Regions from separate parts of the Sus scrofa genome. Here region 2 is linked to region 1. The links are chromatin contacts, called in public HiChIP or PLAC-seq maps. All regions are on one chromosome and are shown on one strand. Each heading gives the region's core, a stretch centred on a gene start, on an enhancer-like site or on the middle of the called end of the contact. The rest is flanking DNA. Distances are from core to core; before and after follow the strand shown. Region 1 overlaps PTK2 (focal adhesion kinase 1). Region 2 has its middle 8.8 kb from the start of TRAPPC9.

Region 1 (5,515 bases), core at 2,042-4,541:
GCAGCTCCGATTGGACCCCTAGCCTGGGAACCTCCATGTGCTGTGGGTGCGGCCCTAAAAAAGACAAAAATAATAACAACAGCATAAAATTAGCAGTCGTCCTGAATTGCTAAGAGGAAAGAGTGAGGATAAACATGCAAGTGAACCCTATTCTAGGGACCAGCCGTTCTCATCACTGATGGCAGCGTTTGTTAGTGAGGAAAAGTCTCTGTTCTAGTATGTGGCACCCGTGACACAGCTGGAGCGAATGGACGAGACAGAAGGAGTACTCAGACACTGGGAAACAGACTCTGTGTGACAGCACCTGGGTGACAGAGCTTAGTCCTGATGGAGAAGGTGCCCAGGCCTGCAAGGTGCTGTGCTGAGTGCTTTTCTCCTGTCACCTCACTGAGCCCTTAGCACTCCTGGCACGTCAGGCTCCATGCCGTCCACACTGCACACATGCGTCAGCCGAGGGCCCAGGGTCACTGGTCACCGTGCGGGACAGCAGACAGTGCACTCGGCATGGGCAGGCACCAGCCTGGCTCCGGCCTCTCCTGCCCGGGGTCTCCTTTAGGTTATGGCGCTGATGGCACACGGACCGTTGCTGGCTTTTCGTCCTCTGTTCTTGCTAAGGTGCAGTTTGGCCCACTGCTCAGAGTGCTCCCACTTCACACTTTAGAAAATGGGTCCCAGTTTCCGGGAGAACCGTTTGGGTGGAAAGCAGTGTAGATTGCCGGCAGGTCTAAGCTGGTTCATAAACACTAGTCACTGCCTCATGGAAACTGATCCCGTCTCTGTGCATAAACAGTAAAAATAAAAACTATTTGGACTTGCAAAATAATATACAGGTTGGCAACATGTTCATTTTGTGACAGCCACCTCGTGGTGGGTCAGTGTCACTAGCCTCGTGTACAGGTGGGAAAAGCCTCGCCCCAAACGGGGCGGTGACTCCGCCAGGGCCAGCACTGGACGCCTGGCAGAACAGAGCCCGGCCGACCCCATGGCCTAGCCCCCTCTGCACGGGCCCTTTCCTGCCTGCCTTCCCAGCAGCATGCTGACTGCCCGGTGGGGGCGGGGGAGACTTTGTCGAATTGATCCAGAATGTTCTGAGACTAGGATTGTCTGGGTGATGTTCTTGTTCCCTGAGTGTCGTATCCTTTTGCCGCCGGGTGGACGGTGGCATGGCAGCGGTCCGTGTCTCTGTAAAGCTTCGGCCCCACCTCCCCCGTTCACTGCCCTCCCTCTGGCCGCGCTGGCCAGCTCAGTCCCTCACACTCAGGTTGCTCTCCTGGGCCCTCCATCCCCACGCTGCCCTCCTCCCAGTGTCTTCCTGGCTCTTGCACCTTAAGCTGGCTCAGGGCCGCATTCCAAGGCCGGCCCTTCCTACTTCAAGCTGCACTTTCCTCGCCTTCACCGCATCCTCCTCCTTTTCTCACCAGATGCAGCCCTTATACCGCCGTGGGCAGCACACTGTCCTGTACCTTTATTGCCTGTTACCTCTCCCTCCACTGCTCTGTCAGCTGCAAAAGAGTGGGCCTTGTTTTGTGCCTGGAACAGTGTGTGGAACAGAACCGGTGTTCACTCATTGTTAAACGAATAATTGATGGGGAAGGTGCTACCCAGAGTCAGTTGTTAAGGCGTCCCTGTTGTTCACACCGTCCTACTTGGAGGGTTTTGTGAGTCTTTAAAACCAGGCGTGTTCATGGCGTGTTGAAAGCAGCTGTGGTTCTGGAATAGGAGCAGGTGTCACTATGTGCTTCTCACAGGCCCGGTATTCCAGGGAAGTGGGTCTCTGCTCAGTAGAAAGTAAAGCACCTTAAAATATATGTATTTTTAACCAGTTTCTTATTTTAAAGTAAGCAAGGAAAGTTTCTTTTCAAAAGTAGAATATAAGAGTTCCCTGGTGGCTCAGCAGGTTAGGGATCCTGCATTGTCACTGCTGCAGCTTAGGTCTCTTCTGAGGTGCGGGTTTGATCCCCAGCCGTGGAACTTCTGCATGCTCTAAGTATGGTTAAAAAAAAAAAAAAAAGAAAAGAAAGAAAAGTAGAATATAGTTCTAAAAAGACTTCTTTTTGTCCCATTAGCCTTGGAAAGTTGTCTCGGTTGCACTTGTAGGCGTAGGCACATGGAATGTCTGCGCATCCCGGGGCTACGAAATCTCTGATCATCTTGTTTCTGACCGCCCCCTTCTTGTCATACGAGGGGGGCGGGTTCCTGAGCCAAGGACACACATTTCACACTCCCGAGGGCGGACTGGAGACACCTGTGGCCATTTCTTTAAAGGAAATTAGGAGTTGGTATGACTCCCCTGGCCATGTTCCCTTGGAATCCCATGACCCCTTCTGGGACAGCCGTCGTCCTGCACCCTCTTGGCGCCATTTGCTTATTAGCCTAACCGCCCCCCCCCGCCGACCCAAGGCCAGAAGGCCGGCCCCTCCCCCATCCCGTCGGTCTTTGAACCCCGTTTAGCACCGATGGGGGGAGGTCATTACCTTTGTGCACCTGCTGCACTCACTGACCCAACGTTTTCTTTTCCCACAGACTGGAAACCAACACATATATCAGCCTGTGGGCAAACCAGGTAAACAAGGCAATGGATCGCACGTCACAAAGTGTGTGTGTCTGGAGGGAGCGGGTTTTGTTGTGTCTGTTGGCTTCGGAACACTTCGTGACTTGTAAACAGGTCTCCGTCTACAGGCCTTAGCAGGTGGGACACTTTCTGAGCTTGGCCCGGGGCTAGAACGTTGGGAAGCAGCGCGTTGCTCCAGGGCCCTCTCCGCAGGCCACTGGAGTCCGTGTGTTTGGGAGCTGTTCCCATTCGCTTCCTTACGTGCCTTGCTTGACGGGACTCCTCTCCTTTACCAGATCCTGCAGCTCCACCAAAGAAACCTCCACGTCCGGGAGCCCCCGGGCACCTCGCCAGCCTCGGCAGCCTCGGCAGCCCCGGGGACAGTTACAACGAGGGTGTCAAGGTGAGCACGGGAGCCTTCTGCTCAGGGTGACGACCTGCCACGTGCCGGGGGTGGGATTGGGTGGGTTCCAGATGCTCTCGGAGTCAGGATGAGCTTTACTGTAAAACTCTCTTTTCTGTATTTGTCTCATGTGATAGGTTCTAGGGCCTCAGTCCAATCCTGACTGTCTAAGTACGGTTTCCTTGTATCAGACAGAATGTTCCCTTGAAATAAAGGACTGGGGTGGCTTCTGGTTTTACAAGTGAGTCAGACCAGGGCGCCTGGGGTTAGTGAGACCTCCTTTGGCAGGCTCACTGCCCCCAAGGCGGCCCCGTGGCCCGGGGCGACTTCCATCCTTTCCCAGCTGTGGCCAGAAGTGGGTTTACGAAGCCGCATGTGCTGGGCCCGCGCCCTCCCTCCTCCGGGCCTGTGGAAGGGGAGGGCGCGCAACTTCCCTTTAGCTGGGTTATCTTTCAAAATACAGCCTCTTTCTCCATTCTGATACACTTTGTCTTCACATTTTAATGTCTAAAATTAAGGCGGTGTGTTGATTTAGTTGGCAGCATCTTTCTTCCTTCATCGTGGTGCATCTTAGGGTCAAGAACTGTGGTATCAGTTCAGATAAGCTCTGTTGGAGGCCCGCTGTGACTCAGCAGTAGCAAAACCAACTAGTATCCACGAGGGCAAGGGTTCAGTTGCTGGCCCCACTCAGTGAGTTAAGGATCCAGCTGAGCTGCGGTGTAGGTCACAGATGTGGCTTGGATCCCACGTTGCTGTGGCTGTGGTGTAGGCCGGCAGCTACATCTCCGATTTGACCCCTAGCCTGCGAACTTCTGTATGCCTCGGGTGTAGCCCTAGAAAAATAAAATAAAAGTAGATCAGATATCAGCTTAGATTTCTGACCCTTATTCATTTTTTACATTTGGAATGACATATGAATAAATATAATTGGGAAATACCCTCGTTACAGGGTACTAAGCAAATAGAAATCTTTTTTTTTTTTTTTTTTTTTTTTTGTCTTTTTGGGGTGGCACCCGTGGCCTATGGAAGTTTCCACGCTAGGAGTCCAACTGGAGCTGGAGCTGCCGGCCAACACCACAGCCACAGCAACACAGGATCTGAGCCGCATCTTCTACCCACAGCACAGCAACGCTGGATCCTTAACCCACTGAGTGAGGCCAGGGATCGAACCTGCGTCCTCATGGACACTAGTCAGGTTTGTTAACCATTGAGCCATGACCCCAAGCAAGTAGAAATCTTAACAGAGAGAGTATGCTTCTACTTAAGATACGTTCAGTAAACATGTTTTAACATTAGTATGAAGGATATGTCTCTCTTTCTTCATCACCCATCTGCCTGGCAGAGGTTCTCAAACCCGGCCGAAAAGCGCAGTACTCTTTTGGCACAGAAATGCTTGCCTTTAACTGGATATAATGGAGGTAATTCAGCCAAAGAATGTTTAGCCAGAAATGAGTCTCAGTTTCTCCTTGGTGGTATTCCATTTTGGTTCTAAATTATCTAGTCTTTAAAGACCCATTGAATGGCTGGGATTGGCTGCCTCTCTGTGGGTGGTGGTGCGTCCTAACCGCCCGCCAAGGCGTCTCCCAGCGGTTGAGCTCTGGAAACGAGGGCCCCAGTTCTAGACGTCTCTCCAGATCAAACTGGTGCTCTGGGAGGTCACTGAGGATGGTCACCACGAGTGCCGTGGCGGTGCCCCCGTAGCACGAGCTGGGCACAGGCGTAGAACACACCCTCCCCCTCCCAGAGGCTGCGGCTGCTCTGGGCAGGCTCCGGCTGCAGCCGCCGGCGGGGAGCCGCGCTTTCTCGTTGAGGGCCTTGCGTGCTCCTGCCACGTTCAGCGCGGCTCACCCTCGCCCCCAGCACAGCAAGTGAATGCAGACGCGGCTTCTCTTGGAGTGTTGCCCGTAAAATAAGCTCCTTTCTAGTGCTCAGAAAAGACAGCGTGCAGGGCTGAACCTCAAAATTTAGGGTTCTGCTAAACTTCGATACCAAAGGGGATATACTCTTCAGATAATTGTAACAAGAGGGCAGGACATGTGTATTTCTCCCGGTTAACTTTGCCTGTTAAGTTACAGAAGCATAGCCTTGATTCATGCTGTAGAGGAAAAAAAAACATGAATAAGCTTTTAAGTTTGAAGTAAAGGAACCCAACCATTAAGAACTGGTTCAAGGGAAGGGTTTTTCTTTTAGTTTGTTTTTGTTTTTAAAACAAGCTCCTGGAGTTCCCGTCGTGGCTCAGTGGTTGGCAAACCCGACCAGCATCCATGAGGACTTGGGTTCGATCCCTGGCCTCGCTTGGTGGGTTAAGGATCTGGTGTTGCCACAAGCGATTCGGCCCAGATCTCACGTTGCTGTGGCTGTGGTGTAGGCTGGCGGCTACAGCTCGATTCAGCCCCTAGCCTGGGAACTTCCATATGCCGCAGGTTTGGCCCTAGAAGACAAAAAGACAAAAAAATTTAAAAATTTTAAAAATAACGATAATAAAATAAGCTCCTGATATCTTTAAATACAGCCCCAAGCCAGGCCGACCGAGTCGACCCATCTCCAAGGACGTTGGGGTT
Region 2 (5,515 bases), core at 1,177-3,676, 170 kb after region 1:
CTATGTTCAATCCCTGGTCTGGGAACTCGGATCCCCCGTTAAGCTGCTGCATGCTGTGGCCAAAAACCAAACACATTTTTTGAAGAATTCTCAAAAACGACATATAGCTGCAAATGGATCTTATGTTGATACCAAAATGTTTTCAACCGAAGTCGTTGAAAAGGATGTAAATCCCAGCACTTCTAAATACTGAAATTTTAACAGAAAAAATGTTCATCTTAAAATACGTCCAAGCAGAATCTAAATTCCATGTTAATCTCTTGAAAACCTTCGCGTACACACTCTTCCTAAAGCCAATGAAGAGGCAGTCTCGGTGGAAAGGAAAGTTGCTTTAGTTGGGATTCCAGGAAGCCCAGTGGGGGGGGGAGGGCCAACTTATGTCCCCAGGCCCACTCCCCCCACGGGCAGTGGTTGGCAAAATCTTCTGTAGCTGGAAAGGGGCTATGTGCAGAAACAGCACAGTCCGTGCTGACAGTCGTGGTAAAATTGGTCATGCGGGGTCTGACCAGCGTCATCTTGATGCTTTTCAGCACAATTCATCCTCAGCTCAGGGGCAGGTTGTTCCCATTCCTCTGAGGCCAGTTCTCGGAATTGTGCCGGCTTGTGTCATGGCTGCTGTCTGGGCAACATGTTAGGTTCTGAGGTGGGGATTTTAGTGTCTGCAGGACAGCTCACAGAATGTGGCTCAGCGTATTATCTGTAGCCCTTGAGGAGGAACTAAAAGTCCTTGCTTTTGTTTAATGACTAAACTATTATCCTTTGGTCTCATTGGACTGTTTTCCTTTTTTCTGCATTTTCTCATGTCTCTGATTCAACTTTTCTCTTTTTTTCTTTTCTTCCTGTTTTATGGCCACATTTGCTACGTGCGGACATTCCTGGGCCAGTCACGGAATTGGAGCTGCTGCTGAGACCTACAGCAGCCACGGCAACCCTGGATCCTTAACCCACTGAGAGAGGCAAGGGATCGAACCTGCATCCTCATGGACACTATGTCAGGTTCTTAACCACTGAGCCACAAGGGGAGCTCCCTTCAGCTTAGAATATTCTAGACAAAAGGCGGGTCCTGTTCTGCTTCACTGTTTCCATCCTCCTCTCCCACCACCTTTTATCTTTTTACTGAGCACCTGACATATGTCCCTTCAAAGAACACAGCTATGTAAATTAAAATTTTATTGGGCTTCCGGAGGTTCTGTCGTGGCGCAGCAGAAATGAATCCGACTAGTAACCATGAGGTTGTGGGTTCAATCCCTGGCCTCGCTCAGTGGGTTAGGGATCCAGGGATCCAGTGTTGCCATGAGCTGGGGTGTGGGTTGCAGACATGGCTCGGATCTGGCGTTGCTGTGGCTGTGGTGCAGGCTGGCAGCTGTAGCTCCCATTGGACCCTGAGCCTGGAAACCTCCATATGCCTCGGGTGGTGCGGCCCTAAAAAGACAAAAAAATAAAAACAAATTTTATTGGACTTCCCTGGTGGCTCAGCAGGCTAAGGATCAGGCGTTGTCACTGCTGTGGCGTGGGTTTGATCCCTTGCCCAGAAAAGCCCACATGCCTCAAGTGCAGCCAAAAAAAAAAAGAGGAACATTAATCTGTCAAAAGCAAAATGAAACTTTTTTTCTTTTCGCAAAACGGTACTTTTGATTTCTTATTGAATTCATATAAAATATGTAACTGAGTTACAGACTGAGCTGCAGGAAAGTGAAAATACTGAGACTTCCTCATTGCTGAGAAAAGGCCTGATGGAAGGTTGGCTTTCCCAGCATGCTTTTTGCACATGTCAATAGTTCTAATTGTAAGGAAAAATGGTCCAAAATTTAGAAATGAGGCAGAGAGCATCCTGCTACATATCTTGCAGTGTTAATCTGGTGGTGTCATTTGGGGCTTTTAAAAAGCTGTAAGGGTGGGTGTTAAATTCTAGAAAACTGATTATGATGCAAGATTCTTGAGCTATAGCAAAGCAAATACATATTGTCTCATGGAGATGCAAATGAGCAGATTACAACCCAAGACTTAAGAGTTTTATTTTGTGTTCATTTTGCCGTCTTCTTCCTGTATTCTTTCTTTCAAGGAATATATATTTGCTTCTCTCTCTTATACCCTTTTTTGGACACAGCTTTTTTAGCCTGCTGTTTCCTTCATTGAGGAATTCAGGTTGGTGCCGTTTCATATTATATCCTTGTTATCGATTGGATTGGCTACATCGCTGCACGTAATAGCCTGCACCCACTGTAAGCACGGGATTCAGTGAGGTTTGATGAAGGTACACACCTGGGCCACCACTGCCACCGTCCAAGTATCCCCCCCGACCACCATCAACCCAGAGTCCCTCTGCCCCTTCCCAGCTGGGCCCATCTGGACCCAGGCGACACTTGAGCAGGCTGGCCTGTTCTAGCTTCTCACACACATGAAGTCATTTACTCTCCGGCGTCAGACTTTCTCTCACCAGCACAGCCAGGCGAGCCCCCGCCTCGTAGCTCGTGTCGCAGCTGCTTCCTGTTTATCTACGTGGAATTCCCATTTCCCCGCTGATGGGCGTGGGATCACTTCCCATTTGTGATGATTACGAATGAACTGCTGTGAACACTTGCGGAGTAGGTTTCTGTCCGTCTTCCCACGAGGGGAAGGGCTGGGTCCTATGGTTTGTGTGCACGTGTGGAGCGGAAACCTCCAGACCTCATGGCAAAGCGTTTATGCCATGACATTCCCTGGAGCAGTGTCGCCCTTGTCCCCCTGGCTTTTGTTGGTCCAGCATAGAGGGTTCCAGTCGGAGAGCCCAGTGTGGGGACAGGAGGACGCCCCCCGCCCCCCAGCCCATGTGCACACGTGGGTGCTGAGCCCAGGCTCACACTTACCTTCAGAGCCCACACCCCCTCTCCCTTCCGATGCCTGTCTCGTCAACTCGGTGCAAGTGCTGGTCTCCGGGGACCTCGCTCGGTGCCCCGGGTCAGCCGGAGTCCAGGCAGAAAGGCGGGCGGTCGGGGCTCACAGCTCACCTGCTGGTCTTCTGTCGGGGCGCAGGCCTGAGCTGGCTGCTGTGCAATGTCTGAGAGCCATTCTCTTTTTCCTCCCAGTTTTCTAGTTGTTTCCAGTGGGAGGGTCAGTCTGGCTGCTGTGAGTCGCCCTACATTTGTTTGCCGCCTTTTGAAAATTGGACTTTTACGTAATTTGGACGGAGGTGCACAGCCAAGGCGTGGGGCTTTGCCATGACATTTGTTGTGTGGGTGAAATAAGCTTTCCTTTGGGTTTTACCTGCACTTTCTCTCTTGGCTCTTAAGACTCTCCCTTAGGTGGGAAAGGAGAGTCTGTGCTTCACTGCACGTGGAGCCTAAGGTGGATCAATTTTAGGAAGGACCGCATGTGGACACTGGGATTTTCAGGGGGAAACTGAAGCCCTTAAAACAGACAGCACCTCTCGTTCTTAGAAAAGTGTCTGTCATATATATACATAGACACACACACATATATATTTTACTTTTTAGGGCCACACCTGTGGCATATGGAGGTTCTCAGGTTGGGGGTTCTAATCAGAGCTACATCTGCCAGCCTACACCACAGCCAGAGAGGTACAGGATCCAAGCTGTGTCTGTGACCTACACCACAACTCACAGCAATGCCGGATCCTTAACCCACTGAGCGAGGCCAGGGATCGAACTCGAAACTTCATGGTTCCTAGTTGGATTTGTTTCCACTGTGCCACAATGGGAACTCCATGTCTGTCATACTTTAAATGCTCCATAAATGGTAGCTATTATTAGTGCAACATAATAAAGGGAGCAAGGGCCACGTTCAAGCTGCCTCTTTGTAGCAAAGCTACTTGGCTGCGTGAGGCCCCTGGGATGTTTCTTTATCCCAGTCGAGTCAGGGGATCTGATCTAAGCCTGCTTTCCTGAGCTAGAGCCCGCAGCTCCTGGTCACTTCTCTTTGGACTCATAACAGCCTTCCACTGACGTCCGACCCCATCCTGGTTCCTGTGCTGGAGAGGAAGCTCATAGACCTGTGAGGGGGCCAGATGCCCGTTGGATAGGCTGGCAGCTGTAGCTCTGATTTGACTCCTAGCCCAGGAAACGCCGTCTGCCACGGGTGCGACCCTTAAAAAAAAAAGAAACAGTAGCAGTTCAGCCAGGCTGAACCTCGGCAAGAGGGTGGCATGGCAGGGAGTGGGGCTGGGAGCAATTTTTTTTTTTCTTTTCTGGGGCTGCACTCGTGGCATATGGAGGTTCCCAGGCTAGGGGTCGAATCAGAGCTGTAGCCACCGGTCTACCCCACAGCAACTAGGGATCTGAACCACGTCTGCGACCTACACCAGAGCTCACGTCAACGCTGGACCCTTAACCCACTGAGCGAGGCCAGGGATCGAACCCGTGTCCTCATGGATGCTAGTTGGGTTCATTAACCACTGAGTCATGATGGGAACTTCAGCAATTTTTTTTTTTTTTTAAGGGCCACACCCACAGCATATGGAGGTTCCAGGCTAGGGGTCAAAATCAGAGCTGTAACCTCTGGCCTACACCACAGCCACAGCAACGCCACATCCTAACCGCGTCTGTGACCCACAGACCACAGCTCACGGCAACGCTGGATCCTTAACCCACTGAGTGAGGCCAGGGATTGTACCTGCGTTCTCATGGATGCCAGTCGGATTCTTTTCCACAGAGCCATGACAGGAACGCCAAGGGAATAATTTTTTAAGACAACTTTATTGAGCTATAAGTCACACAGCACACAATTTACACATTTGAGGAGTACAACGCATTGGCTTTTAGTAAGTTCAGAGTTGCATGCAACCACAGGGAGCAATTTTTTTCTGTTTTTGTTTTTTTTAGGGCCACACCAGAGGCATATGGAAGTTCCCAGGCTAGGGGTCAAATCGGAGCTACAGCTGCCAGCCTACACCACAGCAACACGTGATCCGCGCCACGTCTGTGAATAGGGAGCAATTTTGGAAGCCAGTGTAAGGTCCTACTGAAGGCAACCTCCCCGGGGCTTTGGGGGGATTGTGTGGGTATAGAAAGTTTAGGGGAAGCTGGAACAGTGGTGGGTCCAGACAGAAAAGGCAACAGGTGGCAGACCTTGTGCTGAGCAAGCACAGCTCCATCAGGCATTCTGTGGGTTGCGTTTCTCCCACCTGCTAGCCCCCGGTAACCACCATTCTAGTTTGTTTCTTTGGGTGATCTGAATCCCCTCTCCCGGCTTCAGAGAAAGAAGGAAAGGAATGGCCAAAGTATGGATAATTCAGGTGGAAAAAAAACCTTCCACTTAATCAATGTTATTTAAATAATTTGATCTGTGTTGTTTGAACAATTCAGATAAATGCTGTGTTGAGTTGGTAGATAGCAGTGATTTAGTCTCGGTCATTAAAAAAAATTCAGCTTTAATGCTGTAGCATTTGACACACAAAAAGGCATAAAAATGACATAACTCGAAGTATGAAAACTTGGTATGTTATATATAACATATCCAATTGGGTTACTATTGTTTATATGTAATATATGATATATAATGTAATATGAAAAAAGTTGAA

Evidence for each region. HiChIP or PLAC-seq counts read pairs in DNA pulled down with a chosen protein or histone mark.
Region 2: a contact with region 1 is called in an H3K27ac HiChIP or PLAC-seq map of alveolar macrophages. The contact joins two enhancer-like sites. A contact is called at or near these places in 2 of 5 promoter capture datasets (fetal liver and fetal skeletal muscle) and 1 of 2 datasets of contacts at active chromatin or transcription factors (alveolar macrophages).

The regions. Positions count from the first base shown.
Region 1 is chr4:2,884,135-2,889,649 of Sscrofa11.1, forward strand. It overlaps PTK2 (focal adhesion kinase 1), which reads left to right. Exons shown (of 31, transcript XM_021088851.1): 27 at 2,524-2,563; 28 at 2,848-2,954. Among named protein-coding and RNA genes, the nearest start is that of MIR151, 38 kb to the left of the region's middle. Within about 2 kb of position 3,292, at least 4 of the 83 cell types and tissues checked have an H3K27ac peak or open chromatin away from gene starts, as enhancers often do. A contact at or near this core is called in alveolar macrophages, where this site is marked.
Region 2 is chr4:3,053,690-3,059,204 of Sscrofa11.1, forward strand. No RefSeq gene overlaps it. Among named protein-coding and RNA genes, the nearest start is that of TRAPPC9, 8.8 kb to the right of the region's middle. Within about 2 kb of position 2,427, at least 13 of the 83 cell types and tissues checked have an H3K27ac peak or open chromatin away from gene starts, as enhancers often do. A contact at or near this core is called in alveolar macrophages, where this site is marked.